Linked DNA regions of Hordeum vulgare: regions 2 and 3 are each linked to region 1. A link is a contact called in public Hi-C data. All regions are on one chromosome and are shown on one strand. Each heading gives the region's core, a stretch centred on a gene start, on an enhancer-like site or on the middle of the called end of the contact. The rest is flanking DNA. Distances are from core to core; before and after follow the strand shown.

What was found. A called contact is a pair of places that touch in the nucleus more often than the background predicts.
Region 2: a contact with region 1 is called in a Hi-C map of seedling, with 5 times the contacts expected there. The contact joins the promoter of LOC123404515 here to the promoter of LOC123401483 in region 1. A contact is called at or near these places in 4 of 6 Hi-C or Micro-C datasets (leaf and seedling) and 1 of 1 datasets of contacts at active chromatin or transcription factors (embryo).
Region 3: a Hi-C map of seedling shows a contact between it and region 1, with 3 times the contacts expected there. The contact joins the enhancer-like site here to the promoter of LOC123401483 in region 1. A contact is called at or near these places in 3 of 6 Hi-C or Micro-C datasets (leaf and seedling).

Annotation. Positions count from the first base shown.
Region 1 is chr6H:329,504,558-329,508,254 of MorexV3_pseudomolecules_assembly, forward strand. LOC123401483 (SUPPRESSOR OF GAMMA RESPONSE 1-like) reads right to left here and starts at 1,789. Exons shown (of 6, transcript XM_045095307.1): 1 at 1,383-1,789. The coding sequence starts at 1,390.
Region 2 is chr6H:328,879,201-328,883,069 of MorexV3_pseudomolecules_assembly, forward strand. LOC123404515 (BTB/POZ domain-containing protein At1g67900) reads left to right here and starts at 2,179. Exons shown (of 4, transcript XM_045098445.1): 1 at 2,179-2,459; 2 at 2,545-2,614; 3 at 2,842-3,869. The coding sequence starts at 2,398.
Region 3 is chr6H:328,712,681-328,716,223 of MorexV3_pseudomolecules_assembly, forward strand. No RefSeq gene overlaps it. Among protein-coding and RNA genes, the nearest start is that of LOC123404515, 170 kb to the right of the region's middle. Within about 2 kb of position 1,686, at least 3 of the 3 cell types and tissues checked have open chromatin away from gene starts, as enhancers often do. A contact at or near this core is called in leaf and seedling, where this site is marked.

The DNA.
Region 1 (3,697 bases), core at 539-3,038:
AGATGACATGTACATAAACAAGTAAGTGCTACCTTGTCAAATACTCCCTCCGTAAACAAATATAAGAGTGTTTAGATCACTAAAATAGTGATCTAAATGCTCTTATATTAGTTTACAGAGGGAGTACATAGGAATAATATTAAGACCAGGATGATGTTAATTAAATGACCAGTACCCAAGAAAGTAGTGCTACATAATTAAAAAAAGACACAGTAACTGCAGAATTTGAAGATATAATATGCCAAGAAGAAACAACATGGAATTAGTGTCAGTCGTAAGCTATGTATAAAAACTTAAAAGGACTAGGGTATCTCGATAATTTGATTGACGACTGTCTACGCTATTCTTAGAAAGCAAGACATGGACAGGACACTATTGACTGAAAAATGCTACATAACAGAGTGATGAGACAAACATGCTTATGTGCTGCAACGGAGTAAACCTGATCATGCGTTGGATATCTATATTGACCAATTAAGCTAGGACATAAGTAAGCTTAGACATATTAAGAAAGAAAGCACTTTCAATGTCATAACATTGCTCTATCAATGACTCAGTGTACCTGGGCAGGCTTTGCAAATGCACTAATCTGAACAGGATAATGTTATTTATAAAGGTCGATACATAAGACAGTGGTGCTACATGGTAACAATGAGACAGTAGCTGCAGAACTTGAAGAGATAATACATCAATCAGGAACAATATGGAACTATCGACAATCAGTAATACACATTGGATATTTCAATTGACGTCCTGTTTATGCTGTTCATAGAAGGCAAAACATTGACAGGACAGTGTTGACTGAACAATGCTACATAACAGAGCGATGAGACAAACAAGCTATGTGGTGCAACGGAGTACCTAATCATGTGTTGGGTATCTGTATCGACCAATTAAGCTATCTATAACATAACTAAGCTTAGCCATATTAAGAAAGCAAGCATTTTCAATGTGATCACATTGCTCTATCAATGACACAATGTACCAGGGCAGGCTTTGAAAATGTACTAGAAGAAACCACTACAGGAACTGCTTGCACTATTGTCGACAGACCCTGGAACCCTATAGTGCTGGCACACAGCAGGCGGATTGGACCCTACGGTCAAAATCTATGAATGGTTGCATAGGCATTCTCGATATGGGACGGAGAGAGTAGCTGCGTCGCTAGAGGAAAGTTGGTTGCCGGAGCAATCGACGGACAGTTTAGTTCCTCCGTGCTATGGTAAAGGGGGCAACAACTGAGGCAAGAAAACATACTAGTCCTGAAAGTCTGAAACTAGAGTGCTGAAATGTGGGTATCCGGAACAATCGAACAAGCCCTAAGCAACAGTGACAGAGTAAAAATGACTGAAGAAAGGGGGTAGGGGGAGGGAGGGGGCGACCTTGCCATCGCGGCGGCGCGTACGGATGACCGATCGGAGCAGCGCGCACGTGACGATCGGCCAGCCCGACGAACCAGGACACGGGAAACCCTAATCGGCCGGCGGCGCGGCGGGCGCGTGCCTGCTCCCCCGCGCTCGCTCTGCTCGGTCCAGCCGTGCCAAGTGGCCTCTGCTCCCCCGCCTCCTTCCTCGCTGGTAATGGCGGCAGGGCAGGGCAGGGCGCCGTCGGAGGAAGGGTCGCGGTAGGAGAGGAGAGGAGAGGAGAGGAGCGGCGAGCGAGGTCGGAAGGAACGGGGACCTGTGTCCGACGCCTCCGCTCCGCGGTTTCCTCTCGCTTTTTCGCCTCGGGAAACCCCAAAAACCCCTGCCCCCGCTGCGCTGCGTTGCCACGGGCAGTGGCCGTTGTGGTTTCCTTCCTTGGCAAGCCGAACGCGGTCCCCACAACACATTAATGCTCGCCTGCTGGACTGGACCGCCCGTCTGGGCACCAACGTAGCCCAGCCCACACCAGTTTTCTGTTTGACCGCAGCCCACACCAGTTAAGCTAATTACGAGAACAACTAGTTTACGAGGGAAAGCAACTAAGGGAGCGCTCTTTTCGGAGCCTCCCCGCGATAGCTTCCGCGCGCCGCCACGTTTTGCGTTCTGAGAGTTTTTATTGGATTTTATTTTTTTCGCACGCGTTTTGGCTATTTTTATTTTTTTATTTATTTTTTGGTGTTACGTTTTTTTACTGGGCTATCGTAACTTTTTGACGGAAATTTTTTTAAATTTTTTTTAAAAAATGCAATTTTTACGTGAAAAAACAAGTTTTCTGTTTTTTAGAGGAACGGTTTTGTTTTCACGAGAGGCACAGTTTTGCCTTCACGAGAGGCACGGCCGTGCCTCTCGAAAAGAAAAAAGAAGTTGTTTTCTATTTTTTTTGCGAGAGACACGGTTTTGCTTTTGTTAAAGGCACGGTTTTACCTTTGCGAGAGACACGACCGTGCCTCTTTTTTTCGCGAGAGGCACGGTTTTATTTTCGTAAAAGACACGGTTTTGCCTTCGCGAGAGGTACGCCCGTGCCTCTTCTTAAAGGAAAAAAACATTTTTCTGTTTTTTTTGCGAGAGGTACGGTTTTGCTTCCGCGAAAGGCACGGTTTTGCCTTTGCGAGAGGGTATCTCTCCTAAAAAGGGGAAAACGCGTTTTCTGCTCTCTTTTTTTTCACGAGAGGCACGGTTTTGCCTTCGCAAGAGGCACGACCCATACCTCCCGGAAAGGGAAAAAACGCGTTTTCAGTTTTTATTTTCTATCGCGTGAGGCACGATTTTTCATCCGGGTTTTTTTCGTGAAAAAAAAAGTTCGTTAAAATCTATCAACACGGGATCTAGTTTTGAAGATCTCGATGCGAGAAAGTCAATGGTGAAAACAGTTCAAGATTTGGACGCATGGTTTAGGAGATAAAAACGTTTTGAAAATACGGATCTACGAAAAAAGAGAAAACTCCTATGTGTAGTCGCTAATTAGTGATTTACGAAAAAAGTAAATGGCACGCATGCAGTACGCCATTTGTCGCAACCTGTGAAGATGAGAATAATCGTTGGAAGGTGTAGTCGCTAATTAGTGATTTCGTTGACGAGGGCATTTCCTATTTGCCGCCATAGGGATCAGTTAACGTGCATTTTATTAACTCACGGCGTGTGGAGTTCGAACTGGAACAACCCATCTAAACTCTTGTAACACTTTTTTTGCAAAATTCTATGAACTTATTTGATTATTGATGAACTTTTTAAATCTCAATGAATACTTTTCAGATTCATGAGCTTTTTTGAAGATCGGTGAAGTTTTTTGAAATTTGATGAACACCATTTTAAAAATTGATGAACTTTTTAACAATTTATGAACTTTTTTTCAGTTCAATGAACTTTTCATAAAAATAGATGAACTTCTTTTCACTTTTTATGAACTTTTTTATAATATATTGAACTTTATAGAAGTTTAATGAACTTTTTTATTTTCAATGAACTTTTTTTAAAACTGAAGATATTTTTTAAATTAGTGACACTTTTTTTAAAGATATGAACTTTTTTCAAATGAATGAATCTTTTTTCTTTAAATCTGTAAACCTTTTTTATTTAACATTTTTTCATAACAAGAAAATCAAAAAGAAAAAAATTGAACAACACTCTAGCGGCCGGCCCATGCTAGCGGCGCTGCAGGCGTCGGATCGTTAACGGGCGCGTGCAGCACTGCATAGGAGCTCCCGTTGGCGAGCGCTTCTTCGGAACCCTCCGAATAATCACCATCACGTATTATTGTTTGACGCATTTTCAGC
Region 2 (3,869 bases), core at 929-3,428, 620 kb before region 1:
TCCACGTGCCTCACTTTTAAGGGAGTAAATATCCTTGTTTTTGAAATCCTAATCAAGATGATTTTTTATTTTTGATAGTCAAATCAAGGTGTTTTGCTTTTTTGGAAGTAAATGTTAAAAAAGTGGCGTCCTTCGATTATTACTGGGGTTTAGGTTTTTAATTAATGGAAGGAAAAAATGAGTGGGAGGGGGTAGTGGGAGGTGAGGCGGAAAAATACCAGGGTGGGAGGGGGTGATGGGAGATGAGGCGAAAAAACCTGAGTGGGAGGGGTGGTGACAGATGAGACAAAAAAACCGAGTGGGATGAGGTGGTGGGAGGTGAATCAAAAAAACCATGGATACCGGCCTATCAACTAAGACTTTAGGAGTAGAGATGTCTTTTTTTGGTAGCCAAATCAGCGCGTCTCAATTTTGTGGTAAATATCCTTGTTTTTAAAAGCCAAATCTAGATGATTTTTATTTTGATAGCCAAATCAAGGTGTTTTTTATTTTGTAAATAAATATTTGAAAGTAGCATTCTACGTTTTTTTACTAAGGTTTACTTTTTTAATTAATGAAAGGAAAAAAATCCTGCAAGATCCTGCCCATGTCCACCTCCAATCCGATCCTCATCCTTATTTTATCCAAATAATAGCGTCCACTCATATGATATGTTTGCACTTTGTTCATACACGATGGTTTTACGAATTTTGTGTATCATGTAGGCATTTTTATATGTGGGCGTTAGAGAGTTCGATCATTCGACATGTACACATGATTTTTGCTCATACAGTTAACATATCTAGTCCACGTGCGTGTGGGTAACTATTTTTCGTCCACGCGATGCTAGTACGTTGTTAGATGGCAACTACTATTACATGTATATGACAACCAGATAAATACACATGACAACTATGATTTGTTGTTAATGACAACTATAGTTGCGCATACATGGCAACTATGATTAACTACACATGACAACTCTGAATGGATCATACATGACAACAAGTTAATCACATATGTCAACTATTATTTGACCACGTATAGCAAGTAGTTACTACACATGACAACTATGAATTAATTACGTGCGGCGACAACCGTTAAGTAGACGTGACACCTATAGTTTTCCAAAATAGAGAAGTTGCCATGTTTTTACAACTATATTTTTCATCTCGGTTAACTAAAGTTGACATTCCTTGGATAACTAAAGTGTCATTCTGACGGTAACTAATGTAGCTGCGTCAGGACGTATGGAAGATTTGTTTCATGCTACACGCACAAAATGGGAATGAGTAGTAGTTGTTAGACGTCGTGACACTAAGTATTAATTCCTACACACGTGGACATTTATAATATTTGTTCATATACGACCAGCTTCCTCCTGATTATGTCGCATAAAACATATAGACGCATGTCTAATATGTCACACGCGTCATTTTGTTTTTACAAAAGGATGTTAAACCCTCAGCCTCTGCATCAATCGATGCATACATCCTATTTTTATTAATTATTCTATAAAGGTTTAACAAAAACATACATCAAGCCACCCGAAGCCACCATTCACACCTACAACCTTGATAATGTGGAGTGCTCTTACTTCTCATATCTAAAACTGGTGTCGTTGTCGATGGTATAATGTATCGATCTAACAACTGATGCTGCAAAATCTAAAGCGTACATCATATGCACACGTTTTAGAAGCCTCCATCATCATCGAGCCGCTGTCCCATCTTCACGAGAGAGATTCGCATCATCCTTGCCATTCCGGCCATTCGTCGACGTTACCACGACGCCTAACGGCGTCGCCGTCCTGCGCTCGCTCACCCCGACGCAGAGACTCTAAAAGATCTGTCGTGCGTAGCACCTGCCGAACAGGCATGACACAACGTAGCACCCGTCGACCAGGCATGACTTGACATCTCCATCAAAGCTGAGTTTAAGACGAAGCCGTTCCACCTCCTGCCTCTGTCTTATAGCGTTGCTTCACAAATGATGCTTTTAAAAGAGAAAGGACACCTTTATGTCGTCACGTGTGATAAGTATGGGCACACCAATTTTAAGAGGGTCGCATACCAGCATCATCATGAAATAGAATGGCAAACCAAACAGTATGTGTGCGCATAGTTGGACTGCATATTCCTGTCCCCTCCCTCTGATAAAATCAAATCAAATAAAATCCGACGACACCTCGAATTAGGGGGATACTGAATCTGAGGAAGGTTTCTCTCTCTTCCCTCCAACCACTTACTTGGGCATGATATAAGTAGAGCCACCATGTCTCCAGGCCACGGCTCACACAAAGTTAGCACTCATCCTCACTCGCCTGCTGGTGGTTATAACCAACCAACCAACCAACCAATCTCCTCCTCTCACTCGAAGTTTCACAACCCCCCTACCTCTGTTTAGTACTCGGCCACCATGAAGTTTATGAAACTTGGCAATAGGCCCGACACCTTCTTCTCCCCCTCCGACTCCGAGAGGTGCCGATCCTGATTTCCTGCGATCTCTGTCAGTTGGTTTCTTGTCCGAGTTTTGTGCCTAATTCCGCGCTTCTTTCTGCTCCAGGTCCGTGTATACGGAGGTGGCCACTGACCTGCAGATCCTGGTGGGCAAATGCCTCTATCATCTCCACAAGGTAATGGACCATCCAATCCAAGAACCAGATTCTTTCATCTCTTTCTGTCTCTATGTGATTCGGCAAGAAATGAATGTTTTTCTGCGCATGTTACGATCGCGGGCAAGCTCTGATTGTTTCTCTAATCTTAGCTTGCATTGTCATGCAAGAATTGTTTTCGTGGAATGAATTTCTTATCAATTGGATCCTATTCCTGACAAGATCGCTTGTTTATTCGATCCGCACAGTTTCCCCTGCTCTCGAAATGCCTGCTTCTGCAAGCGCTCTGTGCCGAGTCCGGCTGCGGCGGCGACGGCGACCTCATCGAGCTCGCGGGCTTCCCGGGCGGCGCCGAGGCGTTCGAGGTCTGCGCCAAGTTCTGCTACGGCATCACAATCACCGTCAGCGCACGCAACCTCGTCCCGCTCCGCTGCGCGGCCACTCACCTCGGCATGTCCGAGGCCGCCGACCGCGGCAACCTCGTGGCAAAGCTCGACTCCTTCCTCGCCTCTTGCCTTCTCCGCCGCTGGAAGGACGCGCTCGCCGTGCTCCACTCAACACGCCACAACGTGCCGCTATGCGAGGAGCTCGGCCTCACCTCCCGCTGCGTGAACGCCGTCGCCGACCTCATCGCGAACCCTGCCGCCGCCGTTATCCCCGCCAAGTCCACGTCCGCGTCGCCCTGGTGGGCGCACGACATCGCAGAGCTCGGCGTTGACATGTTCTGGCGTATCATGGTGGCCGTGAAATCGACGGGCGCCGTCAACGAGAAGACCATCGGCGACGCGCTCAAGACGTACGCGCGCCGGTGGCTGCCCAACGTTGCCAAGGACGGGCTCGCCGCGGAGCAACCGTTCGACGACGCCGCCGGCGCCAGCGTGAAGCAGATCAGCACGAGGCATCGCCTCCTCCTGGAGAAGATCGTGAGCCTTCTCCCGGTGGACAAGGACGCCGTCTCCTGCGCGTTCCTCCTCAAGCTCCTCAAGGCGGCCAACATCCTGAGCGCGTCCGCCGCGTCCAAGGCAGAGCTGGTGAGGCGGGTGGCATGGCAGCTCGAGGAGGCGAGCGTTAGCGACCTTCTCATCCCGTCAGTGTCCTGCATGAGTGACATGCTGTACGACGTGGACGCCGTGGCGGCCATCCTCCACGAGTTCACACTGCGGCACGCGGCGGCCACCGCGCCGGCGAGGAGCCCCGACGACAACAGCCCGGCACGGTCGGACGGGCACCGGCGGTCGCGGTCCGACGAGAGCGTGGGTTTCGACGGCGCGCGTCG
Region 3 (3,543 bases), core at 436-2,935, 790 kb before region 1:
TTTTGTTTTATTTCCTTTTCTTCTTTCTTTTCAGTTTTTTGACTCTTGTGAATAATATTCAAATCCATGATCTTTTGGCCAAATTCACGATTTCTCATAGAGTGCTTAATTTTATTCAAATCAGTGTATCTTTTCAAAATTAAAGAACATTTTCAAATGTGATTGTTTCAAATCAATGTACTTTTTATAAATTAGTGAACTTTTTAAAATTCAGAATATTTTTCCAATACGTGATTTTTTTGAATTCATGAACTTATTTTGTATTCATGAACTTTTTGAAACTTCTGGTTTTCCATTTTTTAAAGGTTCACAATCAATGGGTAAAACGGTCTATGGTCAAAGTCAAAGGGGGAACCGAGCCAAGAGACAACCTTCGAGCAATCATAGAAATCCAAGTATATTAGCTCGTTATTGTTGGCCTGGCCAAAAGATGAACTGGTGCATAAGGTGTTATGTATGACCCCTCCACGCAACCTATATGAGGTTGGGAGCTCCTAAGCGTCGGTTATGGCAGGCGCTCGTTGTTGGGATGATTTTGCCTCGGCACATACTCGTTTGTTAACTCTAAAACAAGATTATTTCGTTCACTGCGAGAGAACCGGGACTCAAACTCGTCTCGCATGAACAATAGCAAGACGCACTAACCACTAGAGCGAGCACCCGTTGACGACCTTTACTTGGAAAGAATACTACTTGACCCTCATGGTACAACTTTAAGATACAGTATTATATATCTTATATCAATTATATAAAAAGAAACATAAACTTTGGAAAGAAATTTAATAAAATTTTTAAAACCACAAATTTAAATTTTTTGTAAAAGTTACATAAAATTTTAAAAAGTTCATTATTTTGAGAAAGCTCCACGAAATTAATTTTCTTTCATGAAATTTTGAAATAAGTTCACGAATTTGAAAAAAAATCATGAATAGGAAAAACATTCGTCCAATTGTAAAAAGGTTCACCGAATTTTAAACAATGTTCATCAAATTTGAAAATAGTTCAACACATTTGAAAAAAGTTCACCAAATTTTAAAAAAAGTTCATCATATTTGAAAAATAGTTCAACGCAATTGAAAAAAAAGTTCGCCGAATTTTAGAAAGAGTTCATCAAATTTGAAAAAAAGTTCATCATATTTGAAAAAGTTCATCAATTTAATTAAAAACATAAAAAAAATCAACTAGTTTTATAAAATATTCAACGAATTTGGAAAAAAAAATCATCGGATTACTAAATAGTTCAGCAAATTTTGAAAAAGTTCAACGAATTATAATTTTTTTTCATCAAATTAAAAAATATATCCAAATTGAAAAAAGTTCATTGATTTTGCGAAAAAGGTTCATTAATTTGCTAATCAAAAACCCAAAAATGGAAAATACGGAGTATTGTTTTGAAAAAAAACGAGTTGGAAAAAAGAACAAAAGAAAGAAAAAATAAATAATCCATCCCGGAGTGACTACGAACCAGGAAAAAATGGTTTGGGAAGATTCAGACGACAAGGGAGAACAAATAAGAGAAAATAAATTAAGAATCGCTGGTTGGTCGATGGCGTAGTGGTTGCGTTCGTTGTAGATGAAGCAATTGATCTCGAGTTCGACTCGTGCAGCACACTCCTATTTTGATCATGTTTACAGAATAAACATATGTTGCATGGGCCAGGCCAGATCGCTAATTGAGGAGTTGCTCTACATGCGCCCGTTTGCTAACTGGCGCATAAGCGCCAAATATGATTTTCCTCTGAGGTTCCCAAGGCATCACCAAGGATGAAAGCATCACTCGCGCGAAGAGTTTCCCTTTTCATGCTGCTTCTGGGCCAACCGGTTTTTTGATTTTCTTTTGCTCATTAGCATCTCGTCGCTCAATCGTCTTTCTGATATTTGGTTCTGCTTTCGTTTCCTTCTACTTTTCCTTTCGCTTTTCTTAGTTTCGCAACATATTTTTATTTTTGCTAGTTTTATTGATTTTTTATTTTCTTTCTCTTTCTTCCTTTTTCTTTTCTTCCTTCCTCTGTTTTTGTTGTTTTATTCTTTTCTTTTCAATTTTATTCTTCGTTCCTTTCTTAGTTTTCATCACTTTTCTTCAATTTTGCTATGGTTCTTTTGCTTTCTTTGTTTTATTTCTTTGTTTTACACCGCTTTTTTCTTTTTCCTTTTTTCGTCAACACATGCAAATATTTTTTATACACATTTGAACTTGTGACATATACGTGAGGAAATATTTTATATACATGTTTAACATTTTCTAAAAGTTTCTGCTGGATGATTACTTTTTTAGTACAAATTATAGATTACAGGTATATATTAGGAACATTTGTGTAATAATGTTTAACATATTTTAAATATCTGAATAACTTTTAATTATACGCGATCTATACTTTTAGATTTCTATTTTCATATTAAAAAATTGTAATACACATTCTAATTTTTTTATACATTAATAACATTTTTTGTACACTTTCAACATTTTCTAAATAGATAATTAAAATCAGTTCAAGTATTTTTATTTGATGACCTTTTTTTGTACACACCCTACATTATGGGTGTTCATCTAGAACATTTTTATACATGTTTAACATTTTCTAAGTGTTTGATCACCATTTTATGGTACACGGTCAACAATTTTAAAAATTTACATTTTTATGTTTAAAATATTTAATACACGTATATATATACTCGTCAACCTAGGTGAAGAATAGTTATTCTTCACCCCCCCCTATTTTACCATCAATGCACCATATTTTTACGTTTCATAATTTTTCCTTACTTCTTACCAGAAAAGAGAACGTAAGAAAATATTGAATCACCATAAAAATTATTTTACGCTATGTTTGACAACAAATCATGCGAGTACATTTTTGTTTGCATGCAGTCATTCCCTGGTCACCGAAGAGACCATCGAGGCACCATGTTTCAAACTCGAGACCTGTAGCCAACATGAAAGCGTGAGCGACCAACAAGATACATTACCAGATATGACAAATTCAAGTATGATATTTTTCTTATGTAAAAACAGAGTGGTTTCCCTATTTTGATTTAAGTTTTGCGTGTCAGCTTCTTTTTCTTTCATATTTCTTTTTCACCATATTTTCATTTTTAAAAATTGGTGATTTTTAAAGTATCTTAAACTTTTCTTAAATTCATTTTTTCCTTTTTGATATTTATTATTCTTTTGAAACTTATTCAATAAATTGAAAAATAGTTTAGAATACCAAAATTATGGTTTAAGTAATAGTTTATCAATTTTTAAAATAACACATCATCAATTTTATAAAAAGTTCATTAGCTTTAAAGAAAAGTTCGTCTATTTGAGAAATAGTTTACGAATTTAGAAAAAAAAACTTCGTAAATTTGTGAAAAAATCACCTATTTTGAAGAAAAAAATGATGAACTTGAAAAAAGTATCATCATTTGGAAAAACAAATGGTGCGAGGTTTAAAAAGCTAACACATTTAGAAAGGAAAAGGAAACCAAAAAAAGAAAAGGAAAAAGAAAGAGAAAAAGAAAACAAAACAAAGAATACTACATTTCTATAGTTGTTTATTA